Linked DNA regions of Rattus norvegicus: region 1 is linked to region 2. A link is a contact called in public Hi-C data. All regions are on one chromosome and are shown on one strand. Each heading gives the region's core, a stretch centred on a gene start, on an enhancer-like site or on the middle of the called end of the contact. The rest is flanking DNA. Distances are from core to core; before and after follow the strand shown.

Evidence for each region. Hi-C and Micro-C count contacts between places; a contact is called where the count stands out from the background.
Region 1: a Hi-C map of kidney shows a contact between it and region 2, with 3 times the contacts expected there. The contact joins the promoter of Rapsn here to the promoter of C1qtnf4 in region 2. A contact is called at or near these places in 5 of 12 Hi-C or Micro-C datasets (the A7r5 cell line, hepatocytes, kidney and 1 more).

The regions. Positions count from the first base shown.
Region 1 is chr3:97,466,524-97,474,028 of GRCr8, forward strand. It overlaps Rapsn (receptor-associated protein of the synapse), which reads left to right and starts at 4,368. Exons shown (of 8, transcript NM_001399728.1): 1 at 4,368-4,742; 2 at 5,290-5,628. The coding sequence starts at 4,551.
Region 2 is chr3:97,320,525-97,327,956 of GRCr8, forward strand. It overlaps C1qtnf4 (C1q and TNF related 4), which reads left to right and starts at 3,847. Exons shown (of 2, transcript NM_001107745.1): 1 at 3,847-4,054; 2 at 7,146-7,432. The coding sequence starts at 7,151.

The DNA.
Region 1 (7,505 bases), core at 3,118-5,617, 150 kb after region 2:
CAGCAATTACAGCAATATCCAAGTTCCTGATATCAGTTCTGTCTTAGAGTTTTATTGCTGTGAAGAGACACCATGACCAAGGCAACTTTAAATGGGACTGGCTTACAGGTTCAGAGGTTTAATCCATTATCATCATGGGAGGAAGGGTAGCAGCACGCAGGCAGACATGGTGCTGGAGGAGCCGAGAGTTCTACGTCTTGATCTGAAGGTAACAGGGAGGAGGCTATCTCTCACTGGCCAGACTTGAGCATATATATATATGAGACCTCAAAGCCTGCATCCTCAGTGACACACTTCCTCCCACAGAGCCACACACTCCAGCCAGGCCACACCTCCTAACAGTGCCATTCCACATGAGCCAAGCGTTCAAATGTGTGAGTGTATGGGGCTGTGCCGATTCAAACTACTACAGAAGCCAAAGCATTCCCTTCCCTGGAGACTCTTGGTTGTGTCACGTTGACAAACTAGCCATCACACTGACCCTAAGAAGAAAACAAGCAGATGGAAAGATACCTCTGCTGTTTATGACCTGCATCGCTGCCAGGTGTGTCGAGTGAGTGCTTCCAGTCCAGCCTGGTCTTCACAGTTCCCGGACAGCCAGGGCTGTGTAGAGAGCATCTGCATCAAATAAACAAGTAAATACATAAATGTTGTTTCCCACTCTTGAAGAGGACCCATGTTTGTTCATGAAGCATCTCACGACTGCCTATGGGCATTCAACACTTGCAAACTCCACAGGCGCCTGCATTTATGATACACACTCCTTTCCCCCCACACACACACACACACATAATAAAAACAGATCTATCTTCCCCAAACGTTATGCTACCTAAAAAAAAAAAAACAAAAAAACAACAACAACAAAAACCTTTCCCTAAAGGTCATACCCTAAAGGTACATGGTCCAGGCATCCCAAGTAGGCAACTCCATGAACACTCAGGGTCAGAAGCTAGAAATTCAAGATGTTCAAGAATTGGTCTCTCCATTTGTTTTTTCCTTTGAGACGGTCCTTTGTAGCCTCGGTTGGTCTTAATTCCTCGTACCTGAAGATGGCCTTGAGTTGATCCTCCAGGTGTGCACCACACACTCGGATTCACATTGTCTTCCTGTGTCTAAGTCCTGACCTCTCACCCATAATAGGTGTTAAGGCCCACTCCAGTATCATGGAGCTGATTCCTGCAAACTGAAATGTCCTCAGGGAGGGGGTGGAGAGAGAGGCTCAGGACTCAGGAAGCCAAGGAATCTATAAGGTTCTGGAACCCGTGAGCGGGTGCTGGGAGGAAGGAGACGTGGTGGATCAGACTGTCAGCTGTGGAGGAGGCTCCAGGGATGCAGAAGTCCTCATCTGCTGGGGTCAGCTTTCCAGCGATACTTTCCAGGAGCTTTTGAGTCACCCTGCTCCTGTAGGGAACTGTAATAAAGTCATTGGTTCACTCAAGCTAGACAGGCGAAATCCCTTCTTGGGTTAGGTCCTGGTGTCCCATGTAGGATTCCGGGATCACTGTTTAAGCCTCCCCACAAAAGCACAACAAATATCTCTTCTTGTGAGGACTGCTCACAGACCTTAGAACAACCAAAGTTTCAACTCTAGGTGTCTGTTGAATCATTGGTGGAGGAGGGAGACGCTTCAGTGGGATTGCCTGCGAGCCTGTGAGGCCTCCGGAGTCATCCCTATGTCAGGTGGGTGTTATGATGGAACTGCCTAAGTCACCCATGCTCCAGGGAACTCTGGTTACTCAGGGTAAACTTGGGTGGACTCCACAGAGATGGTCAGAGGTCAAGAGAGCTGACCGCTCTTCCAGAGCACCCCAGTTCAATCCCCTGCTCACAGCTGTCTGTAACTCCATTTCCTGGAGATCTAATGCCCTCTCCTGACCTCTGTGGGCATATGCACGCTTTTTATTGCTATTTTTTAATTTTTAAAATTTATTGAATGTATGAGTGCTCTGCTGCATATGCATCCATAGGCCAGAAGAGGGCATCAGATCCCCTTATAAATGGTTGTGAGTCACCATGTGGTTGCTGGGACTTGAACTCAGTACCTCTAGAAGAGCAGTCATTGCTCTTAACCACTGAGCCATCTCTCCAGTCCACAGTACACATGTTTTTTGAGATAAGGTTTCACTTTGTCGCCTTAGATGACCTGGAACTTTCTATGTAAACTAGGCTGGCCTGCTTGCTATGTAGACCTGCCTCTGACATGTTGGCTTTGGAAGCGTATATATCACCACACCTAGCTAAATATACTTTTTAAAATACAGGTCTACCCAAGTCTACCTGGTAAAAAGACTTGATATTTCCCCAGAAAAAGTCACTCAACCCCTATTGCCTCACTTACCCTTAATTAGCCCTTTTAAAAAAAAACTTTTAAAATTTTTAATTTATTCATTATATATAAGTACACCCTCTCAGTCATGCACATTGACCCTCGTTTTACCAGCCTTAGAGCACTGTGGGTAGGCAATGTCTGTTTATTGTCCAGCCTTCTTTTTTTTTTAAAGATTTATTTATTCATTTATTATATATAAGTACACTGTAGCTGTCTTCAGACACACCAGAAGAGGGCATCGGATCTCTTTACAGATGGTTGTGAGCCATCATGTGGTTGCTGGGAATTCAACTCTGGAAGAGCAGTCATCTCTCCAGCCCTTAAAAGAAAAAGATTTTTCATTGTCTGTGCATTGGCGTTTTGCCTGCATGTAAGTCTGTGTGAAGCCGTCTCCTGCAGCTGGATTAGAGCCCACCTTAACTAGCTCTAGACTGTTTGCGTATACAGATGCGTTGGGAGGAAGGGGTTAGGCCTTCAGGATACGGATCTAGGATGGGAGACACACTCTAGCCATAATTAGGGAGGGCTGATGGGAACTGCTCGTGAGTGCACACTTCTGAAAATAGTGGCAGGCCAGGCACCGCTGTGACAATATGCTGCAGTGTTTGGTGTTCGAGTTCACTGTTAAGACACTCAAACCAGAGCTGGAATTGGAATTGGAGCATTTAAAATGTTCTTATTTATTGTGTGCATGTGTAATGCACACCCTCTTCTGGGAGTCTGTTCGTCCTGTCACATGGATCCCAGGGATGGAGCTCAGGTTGTTGTGTTTGGCAGCAAATGCTATTACACCGTCTCACCAGCCCCTGGAACTGGGATACTTTTTGAACCTTCAAGGACCTAATTGTGACCTCTGGTCATCATTTTGTCAAGGGGTCATTCCATATTTTCTCACTAACACACTGTGTTTCCTTCACACTAGACACTGTTCTAAGTCCTTGTCGGCCATCAAGTCTTCTAGTTCTGTGGCAATCCTGTGAACTAGGTGCTGTTAACTTTTCTTCTTCAGGGCTAGCAATGTGCCCACATTCTCTGCGCTCACACAGCTAATTCAGAAATACAGCAAGCAGAGGCAGGCTGGTACCCATTGCTGTGCTGTGTGAGAACCACCACGCCGCTGTGAGAGTCTAACTGTCCTCGCTTTGGAGAGGAGGAAGCAGGCTCAGAGAGCTGCATGATTTGCTTAATTAATCGAGTTAGGAGAAAACCAGACCTCCCACCAACAGGCTAAGGTGAGGTGTTGGGAACAGTGTGGACGTGTGTCCAGGTAAGTGTCTATGTGATGAGTAAAATGTGAAGACAAAACGGGGGAGAAACTGGGAAGAAAAGAGGCAAAGCTGGGCTGTGATGGCACACACCTTTAGTCCCACACTCAGGAGGCTGAGACAGGCAGATCTCGGAGTTCCAGGCCATCCTGGTGTAGAGTGAGTTCCAGAACAGCCAGGGCTATGCAGAGAAACCCTGTCTTGTGTGGGAGGGGTGGAATGTTCCATTAGCCAGGTGTGGCTCATTCCTTTGGTCCCAGCACTTGGGAGGCAGAGTCAGGGAGATATCTAAGTTTGAGGCTACCCTGGTCTAAAAAACAAGTTCTAAGACAGCCAGGGTACACAGAAGAAGAAGGAGGGGGAGGGAAGAGGGGGGGAAGGGAGGGAGCGGGAGAGAGGAGAGAGAGAGAGAGAAGAAAAGAAAAACAGAAGAAAAGAAAAAGAAGCAAGGAGAATAAGCAGGCTGGACATTCACCTCACCTCCCTGATGCCTGTATGCCCAGTGTTCTGCCTGCTGTTTTTCCTGCTGTCAGAACCTCTGGCCTAAGGCTTGCCCACATCCTGGCAGACAGCCTTTGAGAGCTGAACCTGCTAGGGCATCAAGGCCAGTGTCAAAGTGTCAAAAAGGCACCAAACAGGTTCTCAGGTGGCACAGTGCCTGTATCCCCGGGGCAGCCACCTTTCAGCTTTGAGTGGGTGCAGCAGAAACCCTCGTGACCTTGCTGCTGACATTCCTCAGAAGCCACGTGGCCCCAACTGGCAGGGACAGCTGCAGACAGGGGCTGAACCAGCCTTGTTCCCAGGGTGGCGCCCGTTGTCCATCCAGGCCCTGCTTAGCTTTTGCCTGGTGTTGCTTTTCCCTCCCAGAGATCAGCTGGCACTGTGGGTCCAACACCATGAAGGTCTAAAGACACCTAGCCAACCACGGTCTTTCCGAGTGGCCAGACTGTGGGAGGATGGGGCAGGACCAGACAAAGCAACAGATCGAAAAAGGACTGCAGCTGTACCAGTCCAACCAGACAGAGAAGGCACTGCAAGTGTGGATGAAGGTGCTGGAGAAGGGCTCTGACCTCGTGGGCCGCTTCCGGGTGCTGGGCTGCTTGGTAACAGCTCACTCGGAGATGGGCCGCTACAAAGAGATGCTGAAGGTAGACAATACCCTTCCAGGGTGCTGTGGGAGGGCCCAGGCACTGAGAGGGTTGGGAACAGGGCTGGGTGGCTTCCTACTCCCAGGGGCCCTTGTATCTTCCTGAGAACCCTCTGTGTCTCATAGGCTAATGTCTTTTGTTTGAAGTTTTGAATATGCATGGAAATCTCCTCTTAGATGGCTGGGTATCTTTAGAGTCAGGCCTGTGGCCTTCAGCTTCAGTGTCAAAGCCTGTGAGACTCTGGCATCAGGAGCCAGGGTCCAGACCTCCAAGCCTAGGTTTTAAGTCTGCTGCTTGCTGCCTGGAGGAACAGGCTATAAATTTGAGGGTCAGGCTGATCAGTTGTAGACTCCAGGTCTGAGGCTGGGAGTGACAGGGTAGTGTCTACCTGAGCTTTGCGGTGACTGGAGCTTGGGAGGATGAATTCTTGAGTCTGAGCTTTGGGGTCTGCCATTCGCTCTGGCTGTGAAGTAGGGCTGGCTATGGCAGCAAGGGGGTGCAGGGTGAGCCTTGGCTGAGTGTCACCTACCTGTTACCCTGGGGTCAGTTTGCCGTGGTCCAGATCGACACTGCTCGGGAACTGGAGGATGCGGATTTCCTGCTCGAAAGCTACCTGAACCTGGCACGCAGCAATGAGAAGCTATGTGAGTTTCACAAAACCATCTCCTACTGCAAGACCTGCCTCGGCCTGCCTGGCACCAGGGCTGGTGCCCAGCTTGGGGGTCAGGTCAGCCTGAGCATGGGCAATGCTTTCCTGGGCCTCAGCCTCTTCCAGAAGGCCCTAGAGAGCTTTGAGAAGGCCCTGCGCTATGCCCACAACAATGATGACACCATGCTGGAGTGCCGCGTCTGCTGCAGCCTGGGCAGTTTCTACGCCCAGGTCAAGGTGGGCCTGGGCCCTTTGTGGGGAGCAGGGGAGGATAATGGGACATGTGAGGCTCCCTGGGAGTGTCCTGAGGGGGGTTCATACCGTTATGTATGATAAATATTTTCTGATTTTCTCTGGCCAGAAGTTCTTTTGAGACAATGCCATCCGAGTTAGCCAATCAGAGAATAGAATTATCTCACTCACCCATCCTGCAAATGGTCCCGCAGGTGCCATTGGTTTTAAACTGGCCATGGAACCTGCCTCATTCATGTGGATGGATGCATGGTTCTTGGCACCAGTGATGATGCTGATCATGGAGCCTTTCTGCAGCACACGCAGGTCCACAAACTCTCTGGCATCCATGAGCTCACTGGTGTGGTTTGTTGAGGCTGTACCCGCTTCCTCCAGGTCCAGCACAAGAAAGCCCCGAGATTCTCTCAGGAGCCACACACTTTGCTGGGCACTGCCTCAGCCCTCCTTTTAGATAGGGGTTCAGTGAATGGGAAACTCCAGGAAGGTAGAGCCATGAAGCTCACCTCCATCCTTGGATGACCTAGGAGTCCAGGAAGTTGCTGTATGAGAACAGGATGTGAAGATTCATTAGTCTAATATTCATTGGCAGGGTGGGGGCTGGAGAGACTACTCAGTGGTTAGAGTGCTTGCTGCTCTTGCAGAGGACCCAAGTTTGGTCTCCAGCACTGACATGGTGGCTCATAATTGCCACTACAGTTTCCGGGGATCCCATGACTCTCCTGACATCTGCAGGCTGCTGCAGGCACACAGTGAACATATATACACCATACTCTTAATATCAGATAAATACTTGAGAAATAGTTTCTGAGCCGGGCAGCACCTCAGGAAGCAGAGGCATCTGTGATCTGTGAGGCCAGCCTGGTCTACAGAGTGAGTTACAGAACAGCTAGGGCTGTAACCCTGAAATCCTGTCAAAAAAAAAAAGCGAAAAGGGGGTGTTTTGGTTTGGTTTGGTTTGGTTTTACTGAGGATCAACTACATCTCATGAACTGTTGTTGGACCGTGTGTCCCTAACAACAGAGATGATGGCAGGGTCTCTTATGAAGCTCTGGATATCTGGATGAGAAGAATAGTTAACACAACCAGGAAGTTGGTTGTTCATTATGTGAAGAAGTGTGGGCGATTTCAGGATGAGGGTTGGGGCACCATTTTTAAGAGAGTGGTCGGAAAGCCTCAGTGAGTGGTGGAGGACTGGTGGAGCTAGGCAGAGATCTCGGGAATAAGCTCAAAGCTCTGCCAAGAGAGAGGGAGGCCACTGAACTGACGGAGGTATATGAGGAGGTGGGAAGCCACGCAGAAGGGTGGGGTGTGAACTTACTGGGAGGGTCAGTGAGCAAAAGCTTCCGATTACCAGGATTTTAGTGTAGCCTAGTGTAACACCCAGATGTGGGGGAGTTTTTTTTTTTTAAAAAGACTTGCTCATTTTTATTTTATGTGTATGGGTATTTTGCCTATCTGTGTGTCTGAGTACCACATGTGTGCATTGCTTGTAGACAGCAGAAGGTGGCATTAGAAGGACAGATGGTTGTGAGCTGCCACTTGGATCCTGGAAGTCAAAACCAGGTCCACTGGAAGAGCAGCCATCATCTCTCTAGCCTCAAGCTTTGAGAGAATTTTTTTAAAGATTTCATTTATTTTATTTTTTTTAATTTTTTAAAAGATTTATTCATTTATCATATATAAGTACACTGTAGCTGTCTTCAGATACACCAGAAGAGGGCATCGGATCTCTTTACACATGGTTGTGAGCCACCATGTGGTTGCTGGGAATTGAACTCAGGACCTCTGGAAGAGCAGTCGGGTGCTCTTAACCACTTACTTAACCATTCCTCCAGCCCCTGCTTTGGGAGAACTTTAGCTGC
Region 2 (7,432 bases), core at 2,597-5,096:
GTCACCTTCTCTGATCCCCCAACTCAGCCGAAAATGCTTCCTCTTTGAGGTCCCTACTGTCCCACTAAAGGGTTAAAGAGTTATCTCCTTTTTTCTCTTTCTCTTTTTCTTTTTCTTTTTTTTTTTTTTAAGACAGGGTTTCTTTATGAAACAATCCTGACTGTCTTAGAACTCCTTCTGTAGAAAAGGCTGGGCTCAAACTCACAGAGATCCAACTGCCTCTGCCTTGCAAGTGCTGGGATTGAAGGTGTGCCCACCACTGACTGACAAGTGTTGTCTCCTTGAGGCAAGGTCTAAGGCACATTCATCCAAGCATCCTGCTGGGTAGAAGCTGTACCTCCCAGCACTTCACTGTCAAAGTGCCGGCTGTCCTTCAAGTGCACATTCCAAGATGGAAAGAAAAGTAGGTGAGCAGAGTTGGCTGCCAGCAGAGGTAGGCCCTCTCAGACTGACTCACACAAAGAGAGAAAGGACTGACTGGCCTTGCAGTTGCCACCTGGGTTTCACACCTAGAACTCACAAAGGGAAGGAGAGAACCAACTCCCACAAGGTGTACTCTGACCTCCACATTTGCACCATGACACACACAAATGCATGTGCTCATACACACAAATACATGTGAGCACACACATGAAATGTAAAAAGACTAAACAAACAAGCACTTTCTAGGTGCTGGCATGGATTCATATGCCTGCAATCTCAGCATTTGGGGACTAATGGCATAACTACATGGAGAGTTTAAGGCTAACCCAGGCTATAAAGAGAGTCCATATAAAAAAGGTAAATAAGAAAGTGAGTATCTTACTGAGGGTTATATTGCTATGACAAAACACCATGACCAAAAGCAAGTTGGGGAGAAGAGGGTTCATTTTGCCTGCACTTCCATATTACTGGTCATTGCTGAAGGGAAGTCAGGACAGGAACTCACGGAAGGAAGGAACCTGGAGGCAGGAGCTGATGCAGAGGCCATGGAGGGTGCTGCTTACTGGCTTGCTCCTCATGGCTTGCTCAGGCTGCTTTCTTACAGCACCCAGGACCACCATCCTATGGGTCTCCCCACTCAAAATAGGCTGTTTTCTCCCACATCAATCACTAATTAGGAAAGTGTCCAACAAGCTTCCCTGCAGCCAGATCCTGTGGAAGCATTTTCTCAACTGAGGTTCCCTCCTCTCCAATGGTCCTAGCTTTCGTCAAGTTGACATGAAGCTAAGACACAAAGAAAGTTATTTTCTCCCACAGTGACATCTGCTTGCATCTCTTTAACTGTTTTAGTTGCAAGAGAAGTTGGATTCGCTGCATCCCCAGGCAGGACAGTGTCCTCCCCCTACCCATCCACCCCACCCAGCCCACCCCATCTCATCTCAGATAACAAAGTCTAGAGAAGACCAGAGTAAAGAAGGCTGCAGCCCTGTGTGAAGGAATGGATTCTGGAGCCAGACCCCATGCACTTAACTCTTTATCCCTCATCTGTAAAGGGTGATCAGAAAGTAAACGGGATAATGGCTGTGAAAAGCACCTATGCAATCCCACACAGACACTAATTACCCAGTCTGACTCTGACTCTGAATTTGGGCTCAGAGGCTGGAGAGGTGACCTTAAGGTTAAAAGCACGTGCAGAATTCTGTTCCCAGCACCCATAGGAGGCAGCTCCTGTAATTTCAGCTCCAGAGAACCAAACCAGATACCCTCTTCTGACCTCTATGGGTACCTCCTCTTCCTCCTCCTCCCTTTTTTTAATGGTACCTTCATGCATGAACACACACACACACACACACACACACACACACACACACACACAGAGAGAGAGAGAGAGAGAGAGAGAGAGAGAGAGAGAGAGAGAGAATGAATTTCAGTATTTAGGAGGTAATCACAGGAAACTGGTGGGGCCTGAAAGGAAAGAAGGAAATTAAAGTATGCAGATGTTACTATGTTGTTGCTAAAGGTGTTTCTTTCTTAACTCTTGTTTTAGTTTATGTACATTGGTGTTCTGCCTGCTTGTAGTACATGTGAGGGTGTCAAATCCACTGAAACAAGAGTTATAGACAGATGTGACCTGCCATGTGGATGCTGGGAATTGAATTCGGGACCTTTGGAAGAGCAGCCAGTGCTCTTGACTGCTGAGCCATCTCTCCAGCTCCTAAAAGGGTTTAATTCTGCTAGAACACATCTTGGAACTGGGTATATGAAGTTCTCCCCGAGGAAGCAGGAAGCCGAAGTATTCACTTCAAGCCCATGCCCCTCATTAGTGGAGGGTTGCTAGGGGGTACTAGCTCTTCATCACTCTAGCCTTACTAACTGCACAGCCGAGAATGCTCCAGGAGAGAGATGCAAATTCGAGTTAGGGTCAAACGCCTGTGCAGGCAACATCCAGGCTAGGGTACTGCCAGCACCTGCTGTTTGAACCAGAGTGATTTACAAGGTAGGAACAAGCAAAGACTACAGCCTAGCCTGGGTCCTTTGCTCTGAGCCCTATCAATTCCTAATGTCTATCTGGTATCTCTGTGGCGCCCCCACTCCTGACTGCCCCCACACCCAGCAGCTCCTCACCATGTCTTTCCCGACCTCTGCCTTCCCAGGATCCTGAAGCAATGCCTACTGCCATGTTATTCACCCATCCCCACCTCACCCTGTGTTACTCATCTATCTCCACCTCACCCCGGTTTCTCTGTTCAGAGCTCTGCCATATTAAGCATCAAGTGTCTTCCAGCCCCAACTGGTATTCAAATGTCCTGCCTCCCTCCCTCCCTCCCCTTTCCTCCCCTGATTGGGGGGTCCAGTGCCTAAGGAAGGCCACAGTTGTCACAGGTTGGCTCCTGGCCTTTCCCAACTCTGCATGTCTTACCAACTGCATGTCTGTGCGACTCAACCCACCCCCGGTGCCCTCTCCATTGAAATGTCCCCCTCCCCAACTTTCAAGGAGAAGGAGACATTTTGTGATCTGACAAGGGCTAGGCAGGCACTTTGCCTTGTGCCCTCTTATACCCAACACCCTGGAGGAGCTTCCCACGCTCATCACTTCTCCACTGGCAATGACTTATACTGTAGTAACTGGGACCAGATATGTGGAGAATTCCAGAAGGAAAGCTCCTGAGGGCCAGGGCTCCTGTAGACCTCTGTGTGGGGGTGGGGTAGGAGGGCAGATGCTGATCCCAGCCCTGAGGTGTTGCTGGACTCCTGCTACCCTGGGCATAGCTCCCCAGAAAGTCCATGTGCCACACAGGGACCTTCCATTGTCCTTCTCAACCCTTTCCAGAAAAAAAAAAAAAAAAATCAGTATATTCCAAGGATCTTGCTCCTCCTTTGTTCTTCTCAGAGGGTCTCATGCTGAAGTGCTGATGCCTGCAGCTTTGTCCTTCCTCCAGCCTTGCTAGCACACGAGGTGCAGGGGGAGGGATATTTGCAGACTTAGAAGTGAGAAATGAAAAGTGGGGCATTTTCACCTCTTACTTTACTAAGGACACTGACCCATTTATCCTTCTCTTCCCTCAGACCTTCCCCAAGGCCACTCAGCCTGGACATCTGTCCCATACAAAACCTCACCTCCTACTGTCCTTGCTTGCAGCCCTGTCCGTGCCTTGCCCGAGTCCTCTCTCCCTACACAAGATAAAAAGCTGTTCTGTAGGATGACTTGGGCCACCCTAGGGTGGCCTCTCTAGCGGCCTCGGTTTCCCCACCTGCTAACTTGGATCAATGACGCCTGTGCTCGGCACCCAGAGGATAAAGCTCAGGATCCAGGAATGAGGAAGGGTCCCACGCTCAGCGCAGGCTCGGTGCGGTGCCCCAGGCCCGGCTGCTCGGAGCCCCTCCCTCGTCCTCCGCTCTCCCCTCCGCCTCCCCTGCTCCCCGCCCTTGCGCTTCTCCGCTTCAGCTTCTGCTGTCCTTCCCACTCGCTCACGCCTCCCTTGCCGGGGTCCCCACTCGTCGCCGGCTGAGCCCCCCGCCACCCCCGGAGGCCTGGTCAAGCCGCAGCGTGGGCGACCAGTGTGCAGCCCGGCGTCCTCACCGAGCAGGATCGCCGGCTGGGACCGAAGCCGACCCGCCGGCCGCCAGCCAGGTGAGGGCAGCCCGGAGGAGGCGGGGGCGCAGGCTTCTCTTCTCTGCAAGCGGGGGCGGCGGGAGGCACGAGGGACCCGGTCCCTTTTCCTGGAAAGGAGGACCTGGGCGCTTTTTTCATGAAAGAGGCTCAGGGGCTTTTATTCCAAAGGGAGGAGTGGAGGGCAGGTCTCATGGAAAAAGGGCTTGCGGGGACCCCTTTCTGGGGGCATTTTTCCCTGTGACAAGGGATTTATTGGATGCTTCTGTAAAAGTGGGGCTCACATTCTTCGAAGGATGCAGACTTTCAAGGAAGATACAAGGGGGGTTCTGGCACGACTTGAAAGCAGTGTTAACTGGGATATGGGAACAAGGCGCTGGGGGCTTGGAAATGCCCTTAGTCTGACATCGCTGCCCCTTCTCCATTGGTTCTGTGGCTCTGGGTCTACTCAGCTCTCTGTCCCAGTTTTTCTCTTTGAAGATGACTATTTTGAGCTTCACCTGGACAGAGCTTTATGTAGCCATTTCTTTTCCTGGAGCTCTGAGACCCACCTGACACTTTACCATCCTCCTCTGACCTGCTGGGGAAAGGTTGTTAGAGGGAAGGATCCAGGGTTCAGGGACATGTGCAGTGGAGTATAAAGGTAGGAAGGGTATTGGGCACACAAGAACCTTTGGCACCGATGGGTGCATTTGGCTTGGCAGGGAGGTGGCAAAGAATACGATGGGCAGGAGCTTCGAGAGCAGACCTGCTAGAGAAGCTGCAGGGTAGGAGAGCTCCCACCTTTCCGGAGACAAACGACAGAGGGTTTGCTTGCCTTTGTTTGCTGGCTTCCTCCTTCACTGTAGATTCCAACACTCATTCCCCCTGCCTCTTCCGTTTTTTGCAAAAGGGGTCACTGAGGCGGGAAACACATTGGCCTTTGTGTAAGAGGGAAAGCTGGTAGAGAAGCACACTGAGTTTGAAATGAGAAAAAAATAAGGGGGGAGGGCGGCAATGGGGGGAGGGTTGGGAGGGGAACACCCATAAGGAAGGGGAGGGGGGTGGGGGATGTTTGCCCGGATACCGGGAAAGGGAATAACACTCGAAATGCATATAAGAAATACTCAAGTTAATAAAAAAAAAAAAAAAAAAAAAAAAAGAAAGGCTACATTTAAAAAAAAAATAAACCCTCTGTTTAAGGCTTAGAGTTCAGTGGATGACCTTGAGCTAAAAACGTGTACCCCGTGTTTAGGCAACGGATTTCTCATTCATAAAATGGGAGAGGGCTTATCTACATGTCCAAAAGAGCTTTGTAGAAGGAAACAGAATAGACTGGACACTTCTCAGGTATAGTCTTCACCACCTCGGATGGATCCCTTCCCTCCTCCCTACCCTCACCAAGTAACCCATAGGACAGCTGTGTGAGAATCAGGAAAGTATCCTCTGGAAGGAGTCAGTATTCAGCAGGACTCGAGGTCTTTCTTGTTAGAACTATAGGGCAGAGCAGTTTACTCTAACAGCTGGGCAGTGGACTGCAGGTGAACACCCAGGAGTGGGTCACAGCTACACAGCTGGACCTGGCAGCTCTCAGCAGGCCCCCTGGAGTCTGTAAGAGGCACAGGGCTACACACGCCCAGGGTACTTTCCAGAAAGGCTCATGTCCTGAGTTGTCTCTGCCCTCCTCCAAAGCAGGCTAGAATCTCACCATTAGTGACTCCAGGGACTGGATAATGCTTCGCCAAGCTCGCCACTTACTGAGGCTCGAACACACCTCTTTATGTCAAGAATTCGATTACATCACATTCAGAAGCCTCTAGGTGTGTCCCAGCACAGAGCATCTTGACAGTTGCTGTCTGGGTATGCTTACCACCCATTTGTGTGGCTGGCCCTCCATCGTGATATTTACACGGATGAAGCCTTACTCAGAGAGTTAAAACAATTGCCAAAGGTGACTGGAGCACGACTCAGTGTCAGAGTGCTTACGGTTCATTCCGAGACCGGTATCCAGATCTAAGTGTCTGCCACCACATTCTACCACCGCCACCAAATGAAGCTGATGACCTCACCATCCTGCCAAAGCACCACCAGAGTTTTATTTTGTCCTCCCTTGCCGCCTCAGCGGCCCTGGCTCTCTCCTTCCCACAGGAGCCAGCCTCTGAGCACAAAGGGAGTTATCCATCTCTCCCTGGATAATTAAAAGAAACTTATGACTATGGGTGTTCTGCTTGCATATATGTCTGTGTGCCACATGTGTGCCTGCTGTCAGTGGAGGCCAGAAGAGGGCATCAGAGCTAGAGTTACAGATGGTTGTGGACCTCCATGTGGTGCTGGGAAATCAAACTTGGGTCCTCTGGAATGGTAGCAAAACTCTTAACTGCTGGGCTATTTCTCCAGCCCCTCCTTACTTCATTCTATTTTCATAGGGAAAGCACTCACTTAAAGCTTGGCTGAACCTCTGTAGTTCAGGAAGGACTCCAGGGGAGTCCAGAAATCCTGTGGACCCTTGAGTGGAGCAGAGGCCAGGAAAGGGTTAGAAAGCAGCTCTTTTCTCCACTCATCCCCAGATAAGACTTAAAACACTGTCATGGTGGAAACTGACACAAGAGCCAGTGTCTGTCGTGAGGGGCAGGCCAAGGAGCAAAGTCCCAGGAAAGTGCAGAGGATGAGCTGGCTATTGGAAACTTAGACCTCTTTAACGCTCAGAGAGGGATGAGGGAGGAGGAGAGAGGACAGGGATGTAGGCCTCATTAACCAGAACATTTCAACATGTCTGTGGCATATGCACCAGGTCTTATTTGCAAAAGGATTCTCTCATACTTAAAAACACAAGTTTGGAGAATTACTGGTCTAATCCAGTGGTTCTAAAAACCTCTGGTAGATTTAATCAGACCACTAAGAATCCAAAGTCTCAGGTCCCATTCCAGACTCAGAACAAATATGGGTGCTGTAATAGGCCCTCCTGGTGACACTGAGGCACTCTTAAGTGAGAAGTACTGACCTAGTAGTCTAAGTGTGAAGGAAAATGGAGAGCAAGTTATGGGTCAAGAGCAAGGCTAGGAAGAGAAAGTACAGGTGGAGGCAGCCACTGTCCAACCCTCCTCCCCTGCCCGGGTCTTCTCTCCACTCCTAGGTGCCATGCTGCTCCTCCTGCTCGGCTTCCTAGGCCCGGTGGCCTGCTGGGCACTGGGCCGGGCTGGGCCTGGCTCCTCGGAGCTGCGGTCAGCCTTCTCGGCGGCTCGCACCACCCCACTGGAGGGCACGTCGGAGATGGCGGTGACCTTCGACAAGGTATACGTGAACATCGGAGGTGACTTCGACGCAGCCACCGGGAGGTTCCGCTGTCGCGTGCCCGGCGCCTATTTCTTCTCCTTCACAGCGGGCAAGGCCCCGCATAAGAGCCTGTCGGTGATGCTGGTG